Regions from separate parts of the Mus musculus genome. Here region 2 is linked to region 1. A link is a contact called in public promoter capture Hi-C data. All regions are on one chromosome and are shown on one strand. The core of a region is the stretch at or near the end of the contact, and the rest is flanking DNA. Distances in the headings are between cores, read along the strand shown.

The links. Capture Hi-C pulls out chosen DNA fragments and counts their contacts.
Region 2: a contact with region 1 is called in a promoter capture Hi-C map of liver. The contact joins the promoter of S100a13 here to the promoter of Pear1 in region 1. A contact is called at or near these places in 2 of 9 other capture datasets (adipose tissue and liver).

The regions. Positions count from the first base shown.
Region 1 is chr3:87,766,852-87,771,810 of GRCm38.p6, forward strand. Pear1 (platelet endothelial aggregation receptor 1) reads right to left here and starts at 2,102. Exons shown (of 25, transcript NM_152799.2): 1 at 2,027-2,102.
Region 2 is chr3:90,511,120-90,516,112 of GRCm38.p6, forward strand. S100a13 (S100 calcium binding protein A13) reads left to right here and starts at 3,316. Exons shown (of 4, transcript NM_009113.5): 1 at 3,316-3,346; 2 at 3,639-3,900; 3 at 4,731-4,923. The coding sequence starts at 4,771. It overlaps S100a1 (S100 calcium binding protein A1), which reads right to left and starts at 3,211. Exons shown (of 3, transcript NM_011309.3): 1 at 3,082-3,211; 2 at 877-1,030; 3 at 1-245. The coding sequence starts at 1,017. The coding sequence ends at 102.

The DNA.
Region 1 (4,959 bases), core at 852-3,351:
GGATCAGGACCTCCTCAGGATCGCCCTCCACCTTCCCAGCTGGTGACTGGGATAAGGGGCCAGTTCTTACAGCGGTCTGAACGGAGGACAGACATGCAAGGCTCCGAGTCACCTAGCAGGAAGCAGGTGTGGAGCAGATGTGAGTCCTCATCCTGCCCCCTCGGGCCTGGGACAGTGCCCATCATGGTCCACAAATCCTCCCAAACACAGGGACTGAGTCCCAGATGCAACCACAGGAAGGGAGAGGTGCCCACACTCACGGTCCTGCTTGCAGGTCACTCTCAGGCGACATGCAGGTGTGTAACATGAGGGAAACACAGGGAGGGCTAGCCTTTTCCTCCTCTTAGCGATTACACCACTAGGTGGGTATTTTGCCCTAGGTGGGTATTTTGCCATTCTTCATACAAGCTACAGCACAGCAGGGGTTCAGACCAGGCCTCAGGCAGACTCTGTGTGCCCTTCCTTCCACCCTCATGGCCTCTCCTCGACCTGGCATCTTTGTTCTCAAGCTCCATATGCACAGTTCTCTCCCCAGGCCTTGTTTTGCCAAGTCTGTGTGTCTGCATTGGCCTGCGTCTGTGTTTATGTCTGTCCATCCTCTCTCCTCCTGCCTTTCTGCTAGCTCCCCCCACCCCACCCCACACGCTGGCTGCCCCACAGGGCAGGTACCAGGAGCCATCATCCTGTTCCAAGCTGGAGTTTCCTCAGAGAAGCCACATACAGTGGCTGTGGCAACTATCTTTCTCTGGGTTTCTCGCTGGTGGAGCAGGCTGCCTGGGGAGGGTTTCCTCTTCTGGGTTGTCTGATAGGGCATGTTGGAATGGAGTGGAGAAGCAGAAGCCAACCCTCCCACTTCACCCTTCACTGAGAAGAAAAAGGCAAGCCAGGGAGGGGGCAGGTTTTGGAAGAGCAGCCAAGCAGGGTAGGCTGGCAGGTGGGAGGCCAGCCCACACCCATCTCACCCATGCACACACAGCCAGAGGTAGGGCACTGTACTGTGGGCTGGAGTTGGGTTTGGAGAACAGCCTCCAACCCCCTAGGCCTAGCATAGGCAGGGGTTGAGAACTGACCCCTTATCCGGCCCTGCCTAGAGCTAAGGCCTGGCTGAGCCTGGGAACTTCAACCAGCACACGCTGTTCCAGTCTCCGGGGACCAGGGGTCACCGTCCCCAGCTGGGGCAGCAGGCTCTACTAAAAGTCCAAAACAAGGAGTCACGAGTCCGTGGCTAGAGGCTGGAAACAGGGATGCGAAGTGAGGGAGGCCTTGCTGGATGGAGCTTGGGTTCCCGGGCCCCAGGGCTCACACTATCAGCCTGGCTATGGGCCCACATCATCCAGGAAAAAGAAAAACAAACAAAAAAACAACAATAAACAAGCCTCAGAGACTGTAGGTGCCTATGGCTGACCTCTCCCCTACAAGATGGGAAAGGACACGCAAATCCAATCTCTTCCCTGGGCAGGGGTAGGGGGCAACACTATGAACACTAAACAGGGTCTTTCTCCGCGAGACATAGGAGGAGACAGGCAGGCAACTGTGTTTTGTTGGTCCTCCCAGAAAGAAGAAATTGGGGGATAGAGGGAAGACAAGGTTTAGGGTTGCTTTTCAGGGCTTCGGTACCACCACCATGGTTCTACACTAGCAAACAGCACACTGGAATCCAGGAGACTTGCAGGCTGCCTTCCTCAGGGCGAGAAGAGAGCTCTCCCAGGCTGGTCCCCATCCTAGCTCCTTATCCTCAGAGCTACGCAGCTTTCTTTTTCTACTTAGTTAGGTCTCCCTCTCCCTCTCTGCTCGCTCTCTTCTTTCTCTCCTCTCTCTCTCTCTTTTCACTTAGGCGGCTTTCTCTACTTAGATCTCACTTTCTTCTCTTCCCCTAACTCTCTCCTTTCTCCTTTCTCTTCTCTTTCCACTTAGACGGAACACACACACACACACACACAGGAGTCCCCACTCCATCTCCTCCTTTCCTCTCTTCAGGTTTCAGCCCAGCGGTCTCGGGCTCCAGAGCCCAGGGCAGGTCACTCACCTGCCTCGGGGCTCGGAGCTCGGAGCTCAGAGCGGCGTGTTGTACCGACGGGTCCTGCTGGCCGACAGAGCTGGCTGCGCGGGCAGGAAGGGGGTGGGCCTCCGCCCGCGCCCAGGCAGGAAGTCCGCGCGGGGAGGCTGGAGCCCGGCCGGGTGGGGTCAGCCCTCCGCACGCCTGTCTGCGAAGTGGACGGGGAGAGCCGCCCAACCTGACAGCCCCGGCTCCCGGCGTCGCGGTCCACCCGACGCCCCTCTTTCCTGCCCGGCGGCGCCCCCTGGCGGCCTTCAGGGGAGGGGCACCCTGCCTGCGCGGTCAGATCTTTGGGACCTTTGCAAGAGTTGAAGCAGGATTCTGCTACATAAAGAAAGCAGATCTTGCTCATCAGCTTGCTCCGAAGAACTCAGCGACCTACCACAGTCAGGTCTCAGAACAAAGACAACTTGGGCCTGGGGGAGTGTGGCTTATGCTGCAGGCCCTAGGTTGAATTCTAAACAGCAGGGACACCTTTATTTAAGAGTGATTGACATATAATAAAAATAAGCCCACTTGGCTTGATGAATAATGTTCCAAAACTTTATCGTGGCAAAACATACACAATATAAAACACATCCTTTCAACAAATGTTAAGTATACAGTTCGGTGGCATAAAGTATTTCACATATACGAAACCTTTGCTACTGTCAATTTCCAGAGCTTTCTCCTCATCCCAAACTGAAACTCAGTCTGCATCCCCTGGCCCTGGTAGCCATCGTGAAGTTAGGCTATATGTACCTCAGCTCCGGCCTCCGACCTTCCACATCTAGCTTATTCTACTTAGCATGCTGTTTCATTGGCTTAGACAAATGTGTTCATCCCAATAAAAGTGTGGTTTAAAATGTCCCTCTCTGGGGATGGAGAGATGGCTCAGGGAGGGGTCGAGGGGGTGTAACGCGCTTGCCACCAAGCCTGATGACCTGAGGTTGAACCCAGGGACCCACATGGTAGAAGGTGAGAATCAAATCCCAAAACTTGTCATCTATGCCCACAACAGTGCCATAGCATGGTACATATTCCCTCCCCTGCAACAGAAGTCAATCTAATGTTTTAAAGTCCATCTCCCCCAGTGTACCTACTCTAGGCTACAGTAAGGACGCAGATTCCGTCCTCACCCCTAGCCCAAACCCCACGAAAGTTTTGATTTGCTTTCTGTAGTTTATATTTCTAGAATATCCGTGTAAATGTCATCATAGAGTATGTACTCACGTATGTCCATCTTCTTCCCCTCACCATAAAGTTTCTGGGCCGTTGGGTGTTCTCTACTACAGCAGGTGACAGCACTGGGCTATTCAAGAACAGGATTGCTGTGTCCTGACAATTCCTGATTCTTGGATATTGTGGTTCCAAGCTGTTTGTGTATAATACTTACTAATATTGTGTATAATACTGATATATAATAATTACTAATATTATTATTATTATAATCCAGGTGAGAGACAGGCAATGCTGTTTAACAGTTGTTCTGATGATAAACTGGGCAGAGCTCAGGTGCAGTGGATGGCAACAGTGTTTCAGAGAAGGAAATACGAAGTTGGACTGCGGTACCATAAAATGTCCAGCAGAGGGCAGTAAAAACCAACGCAAGGTCAGGCGGCATAAGACCCATCATTTTTGAAGCCTTGGAAATTACCTGATCTTTCTCATTTAAATGACCAATGAGGGCAACTGAGGTGCAGAAAGAAAGTGAGACATATGTGTGGCTCCACTTGTGCTCAGATGTTCTGCTCCATGTTCTTTTTTTTTTCTGGGATTGCATTCTGCCCTACGGCCCACATCCCATTCCTGCTAAGAAAGTTTAACACTTGAGTCCCAGAAATAGTTTCTTCTACTGTTTTGCTAAACAGTCACATCAGATTGCCTTCTAAATAGCCACATTATTACAATATTAGCGATTCCTCCAGCCTTCATCAGAAAAGCTGCTACCTCTTTCTCCTCTGCCTCCTCCTCCTCCTCTTCCTTTTCCTGTCCCTCAGCTAAAGCAACCTTTATTTAATATCATCCATGAGCCTTTTCCTGTCCCTCAGTTAAAGCAATCTTTATTTAATATCATCCGTGAGGATGAACACTGGCCAGGTCCACACCCAGAATTCCCAGAGAATAGCTCAGGGAAGCTTCATATAGCAGCAGGCATGGGTGAACGCAGAAACATGTAACCAAAGTGCAGAGAATTAGTAATGGTGACGTATCATCCCAACTGGGACAGCTATAGCATCCCCTCCAAGGCTGAGAGACCACTGCAGGGGGAAGGCAGAAAGAGTCCACAGCAAAAAGATGTCTCTGGACACGTGAACTCAGCATTTCCTGGGGTCCTGCTCCTCCTAAGGGGACAGTGGACTGTGGTGTAAACATTGCTAAGCTACCCTTGCTCCACTGAGTAACCTCTCACCCACACGCAGGCAAATAATTAACTAAATGCAGTGGGCCATGAACAGGAAGACATGTCAGTCGAGAGGGACTGCTTCCTTCAGGAAGAAGAGTGCTGATAGGAGAGGGAGGGAGGGAGGGAGATGAAGGAGGGAAATAGGGAGGGAAACGTGACTAAAATTCGTCATGTAAGTGAATATATGTGTAATGTATTCATAATAAAATAATTATATAAAATTCATTACATACTATATAATTCATTATATACAAGTCATTATATATGTGTATGTGTATATATGCATGTACATACATACATGGGCGGGTTGAACACCTGCACCTCTCCCCACCCCCATCTGTTACTCCAGACCTCTCGGTCCTCTATCTGGCAGGATGGATGCTAAGGACTGTGACACCTGGAGCTGTCCTCTGACCTCCCCATGTGCACTCACACTGACAGTAGCATGCGTTCATTCATGTACACACACACACACCAATGACAACCCCTTGCACAGAGTAGTTTACGGCATGTAATG
Region 2 (4,993 bases), core at 2,066-4,565, 2.7 Mb after region 1:
AGGATGGGGACATAGGGAGGTACAGGTGGGGTGAGGAGCAAGCACGCTAAAGGGGAAATCTTGACAAGTGGGAGAGGAAGGGCACTGCTCACAGACTGTGCTCAACTGGTCTCCCAGAAGAAGTTGTTACAAGCCACTGTGAGAGCAGCCACCAGCACAACATACTCCTTGAAGTCCACTTCCCCATCTCCGTTTTCATCCAGTTCCTTCATTACCTTGTCCACAGCATCTGCATCCTTCTGGACCTGTAGAAGGGGATGGAAGTGTTTATCACTAAGTCAGAGCCACCATGGTGGTGGAGGAGGAGGTGGAAATGAGCAAGTGAGAGAATGATATTTAATTATGGGAGTCTTCTACAACCTTAAAGACTGGTGAGTTAAGAACTGGTGACCTGGGACTGGTGAGATGGCTCAGTGGGTAAGAGTACCCGACTGCTCTTCCAAAGGTCCGGAGTTCAAATCCCAGCAACCACATGGTGGCTCACAACCATCCGTAACAAGATCTGACGCCTTTTTCTGATGTGTCTAAAGACAGCTACAGTGTACTTACATGTAATAAATAAATAAATCTTAAAAAAAAAAAACCAAAAACTGGTGACCTATAGAACTAAGCAGAGTTAATAGTTACATCTGTTGTCATACATGATTGTCTACATTGTGACAAGCTGGGAACCTTACAGACTTTCTTTCATTTAATTAAAAATTCACACACAAAATCATTTTAGGGCACAGCGATGCCTTTAATCCTAGCACTCAGTGGGGGAGAGAAGCAGGTAGGTCTATTTGAGTTCAAGGCCAGCCTGATCTACATAGCAAGTTCCATGCCAGCTGGGGCTACATCCCCTTCCTCCACCCTGTACCTCAATCCTGTGCTTACATCCAGGAAGCCAGAAAGTTCAGTTTGTAGCAGGTCTTTCAGTTCTTTCTTGCTCAGCTTATATTTGTCCCCTTCCTTGCCCGAATGGGCATGGAACACATTGATGAGGGTCTCCATGGCACTCTCCAGCTCAGAGCCCATTTCAGCAGCACACCTACCCATTCCCACAAAGATGGAAGTGAATTATAAACCAGATTCAGGACATCTGTGGTCTGGGTAAGGGAAATCTTCAGCCCTGGCCCTGGATTCGCTCAAATAGCTGCGAGATGAACCTCATTGTACTTTATCTTTCATTCAGATTTTGCAGTGTAGGAGAAACCCTAGCACTAAATCTGGTCCAGCGTTTTGGGTCCCTCTATCATTTCCCCGTCAGAGGGAGTCAGGGATAGGCATGGAGATGAAGCAATAGGAACTGGACTGTCTTCAGAAGCCTGCAAAAGACATCTGCAGTGGCTGACTCAAGGCTGGGGAGCGGGAGGGGAGACATGGGTGGACACAGGACCAGGCAGGCTTCGAGCTCTAGTTTTACCTTCCAGGCCTGTCACAGTTAAGCTTTGTTGTTGCTACTAAGTGGGCTACGATCTCCTCTGCCTACCCCAGGAAGAAGTCTGATACCTTTGGTGAGCTGATGGGGGGTCAGTGAGGAAGAGGTGTCTTACTGTTCCCAAGCTTCCTGTCAGCAAGCATGGCTCTTCCTCTTAAGATACCGAGGATTCAGCCCAGGTCCCTTTGGCTACATCTCCATCTTTTTGTGCTTGGGATTTATTTATTTATAGCAGGGTCACACTCTGTAGCCTGTGCTGTCCTGGAATTAGCTCAAGCAGATCCTTAGCTTCTGGGCAGTCGTGTCTCTGTGTGCTGAGATTACTGGTCTGAGTTCCCCCTCTCTCTTCAGCATGCCATTTTGGCTTCTTTGGGGGACGGGGGTGGGGGGGGCGGTATGGCGGTATTCTTAACATGACTGCCTGTTCTAGTCCTTTTCTCTGCAAAATCATCCCTTTCCATCAGGTAGGTAGAAGGAAGGGAGAAGAGATGTCTGAGGCTTTTCCTTGGAGACGAGCTTTGTAGGTGTTCTTCCTGATGCTGTCCATTGCTGCCACGGGCCAGCGTTGGTTCGGTAGCTCCAGTGGGAGCAGGCTAGGGCTGGTTTGTGTTTGATAAAGGGCTGAATGTATGAGGTCATTTGAGCTCAAGGGCTGGGCGAGAGTGGGAGAATGGAGAAGTCTATTGAGAAGAGACTACTAAACTGGGGTGGGGTGGGGGGCTCGATCTTTCGGCCCTGGGAGGGTCATGCCTTCCACAGCCTCAGGGGTTGCTCATGTGTCTCAGCTCAGGTGTCCTCATCCTTCTTCACCACTGAGTATTCTGGACAATGGGTCCTGATTAGATGACATGCCAGCTCTTCAGTGGAGCCCTTGTGACTGTCACCTGAACTCCAGTCACAAGAAGCAGTTGTTACAGAGACAGTGGGAGAGAGAATTCAAGCCAGGCTGATCAAAGGGATAAGAGGGTGCTCAAGGGAGGAATTTGGGCGGCTCGGTTACCATTCTCATCTATGAGGGGCATCTGGAGGTTGCCTGGAACCCTCTAGCAGCTTGGAATTTTATGTAGGGGAGGATCTGGGCTTGGAGCAGTGGGAAACAAAGAGGGAAAAATTAGGGGAGAGAGGAGAGGGGGTCAAGGCTGAGAAAGAAGGGCTAGAGAGGAGGTCTGTGAGGCAGAGATGGGACAGTGCACACCGCCACAGACCCCCTTCTTTAAGAAAGATACCACATGACGTAAGCTCCACTGCTAGGAGCCTTCCCTGGCTCTTGAGAAGGCAGAGAGTGAGGGTGGAGAAGGGGCAGGGACAGCTTTTCTTATTCTTACCCTGAAGGAGCAGGGCTGTATCTCCTCCCTGCCCACACCTAGAGACTGGCGTCCCTGGCAGGAGACACAGGATTCTGTGTAGGAAGACCTGGTAGCCTGGAAGCTGGGTGGCGCCCTCATTCACCACACGCTCCCAGCTCTCTGACCTTCACTCACCTCCTCTCACTACTTTCCAAACTTCATCATCCCTAGTTCCCGAACTGCTCTTTCCCTTGACCGACTCCTCCCGGACACCACAGTATCCTTTTCCAGGGCTCTTGGGGTCCTTCTGAAGTTCCCTTTCTTCCAGGCTGGCTAAGCCAGAGAGACCTATCCTAAGCAGGGTAGGATACTCACGGTTGGCCTCGGCCTGACGTCGGAACAGATTCTCGACAGAAGGGCACGCTGCAAATGTGGCCACTGGACCGGTGTGAGGAGACCTGTCTTTTAGTCGTCTTTCCCTACCGACCTCCTCCCCAACGGCTCCACCCCTTCACAAACGACACCCAAAGGGCTAAGGGCCAGGAGTGGACAGAGGCGCCCTCTGTCTCCCAGGAGGGAAGGGGCTGTCCTGTGTTTCTTTCCGTTCTTGCTTGCACCACCTCCCTGAGCCTAGCGGGAAGTAGGTGGAAGGGAAGGAGGTCGAGGGAAGGGTGCTATGGTGCTGGGTGCTGCGGTGCGGGCTGAGCAGGGAAAGGGAAGGATTCTGCCCAGGAGTGCTTAGCCTGTGCGCCTCCGACAGGGGCTTCTGTCTCGGAACTCAGTGAAGAATTTCAATAGGAGTTCCACTATGGGACCCTTAGTCTGGGGCTCTCCGAGTGCCTTTGGATCTCTTTGCCTTCTCAGAAGGGGATTTTTCAGTGCTGAATCCCCCAAGTATATTTTGTTTGCTTTTCTTTTTAATCTTTTTCAAGCAGCAGTAGCAGTCCCTCTAACACAGACTCCCAAGTAGCCCTCATAATTGGGAGGGATGAGACCCTGTGGTCCTTCCTGATCAGGCTGTGTCCCAGTCGCGTGGCGCTGTGTTGGGATGGCTAGTGACAGCAGGGGCGGTCCCCTCAGCGGAGGCGGAAACTTGACACTTCAGACTTGGGAGTGGCTCTCGCCTTGCCTGGTGCTTATAAACTTCAGCCTCAGGGCTCCAGATCGGTTAGCTGCATCCCACCTTCTTTCCCGGTGAGTTACTTTTCCTGACTGCAGAGAACCTGGAGACCTTCCTTTCTTTATCAGCTCCCGGGTCCCTCCTTCCAAGCGGGTTCAGGCAGAGATTCAGGAAGTGACTTTAGGAGAGCAGGCAACGGTCCCCGGAGGAGTATGTGGGTGGGTGGACAGACAGAAATGAGGGGACGAGTGGGCATGTTTCTTCCCTTCCTGGACCCCCGAAGGCCCTGGTGTCCAGGCCAAACACTTTGTGGGTTGTGGATGTGAGGAGTTTGAAGAGTCCCTTTCTAGATCTTGTCAGTCATGGACAGTAGCAGGGAAGGTCGGTGGGTTCTTGTGCTGAGCAGACTCTGACCTCCATAGCCAGAGGTAGGGAGGGTATGGGGCAGAGAAGATGGATCTGGCCCAATTGAGCCAGCCCTGACCTCAATTGGGCCTTTGCCAGCTCTAGGCTTCTCTACTAGGAGCCTTAGCCAGGATGTGGGGAGGGTGGAGACTCCAGTCTCAATACAAATCAACATTGGAGACAAACAACCTCCTGACCTTCAGGCAGGGAGTGACAGAGAGAAAGGACCATTAGAACAGAGCCCCTACATGGGATGTTAGCACATTCAGAGGACTCCAAAGGAAGACTGTCACAGATAGAGTGGTTGTCCCATGGAAGGATCACTACAGAGCCATCCCTAAGACAGACACTCCAAAAGGGCACTCAGATAGAGATGATTTCTGATGCGAACCTCAACTGCAATACTGTTGGAACAGACAGTATTGTCATTACCCTTCCAGGCAGCCACTTCACCCATTCTTGGATCCTTGATTCCCCTGGTCTGTTTCTTTCCTGTCAGGTCAATCTGTGTGGACATCAGCTCCTGCTTTGGTATACTGATGGCAGCAGAGACTCTGACTGAACTGGAGGCGGCCATTGAGACTGTGGTCTCTACTTTCTTCACCTTTGCAGGGCGGGAAGGACGCAAAGGCAGCCTGAACATCAATGAATTTAAGGAACTGGCCACTCAGCAACTGCCTCATTTGCTCAAGGTTGGTAGAGGGCTCTAGGTCTGGGCTCTAGGTCTAAGATTTTCTATGCACGCCAGGTGATGACACTGAA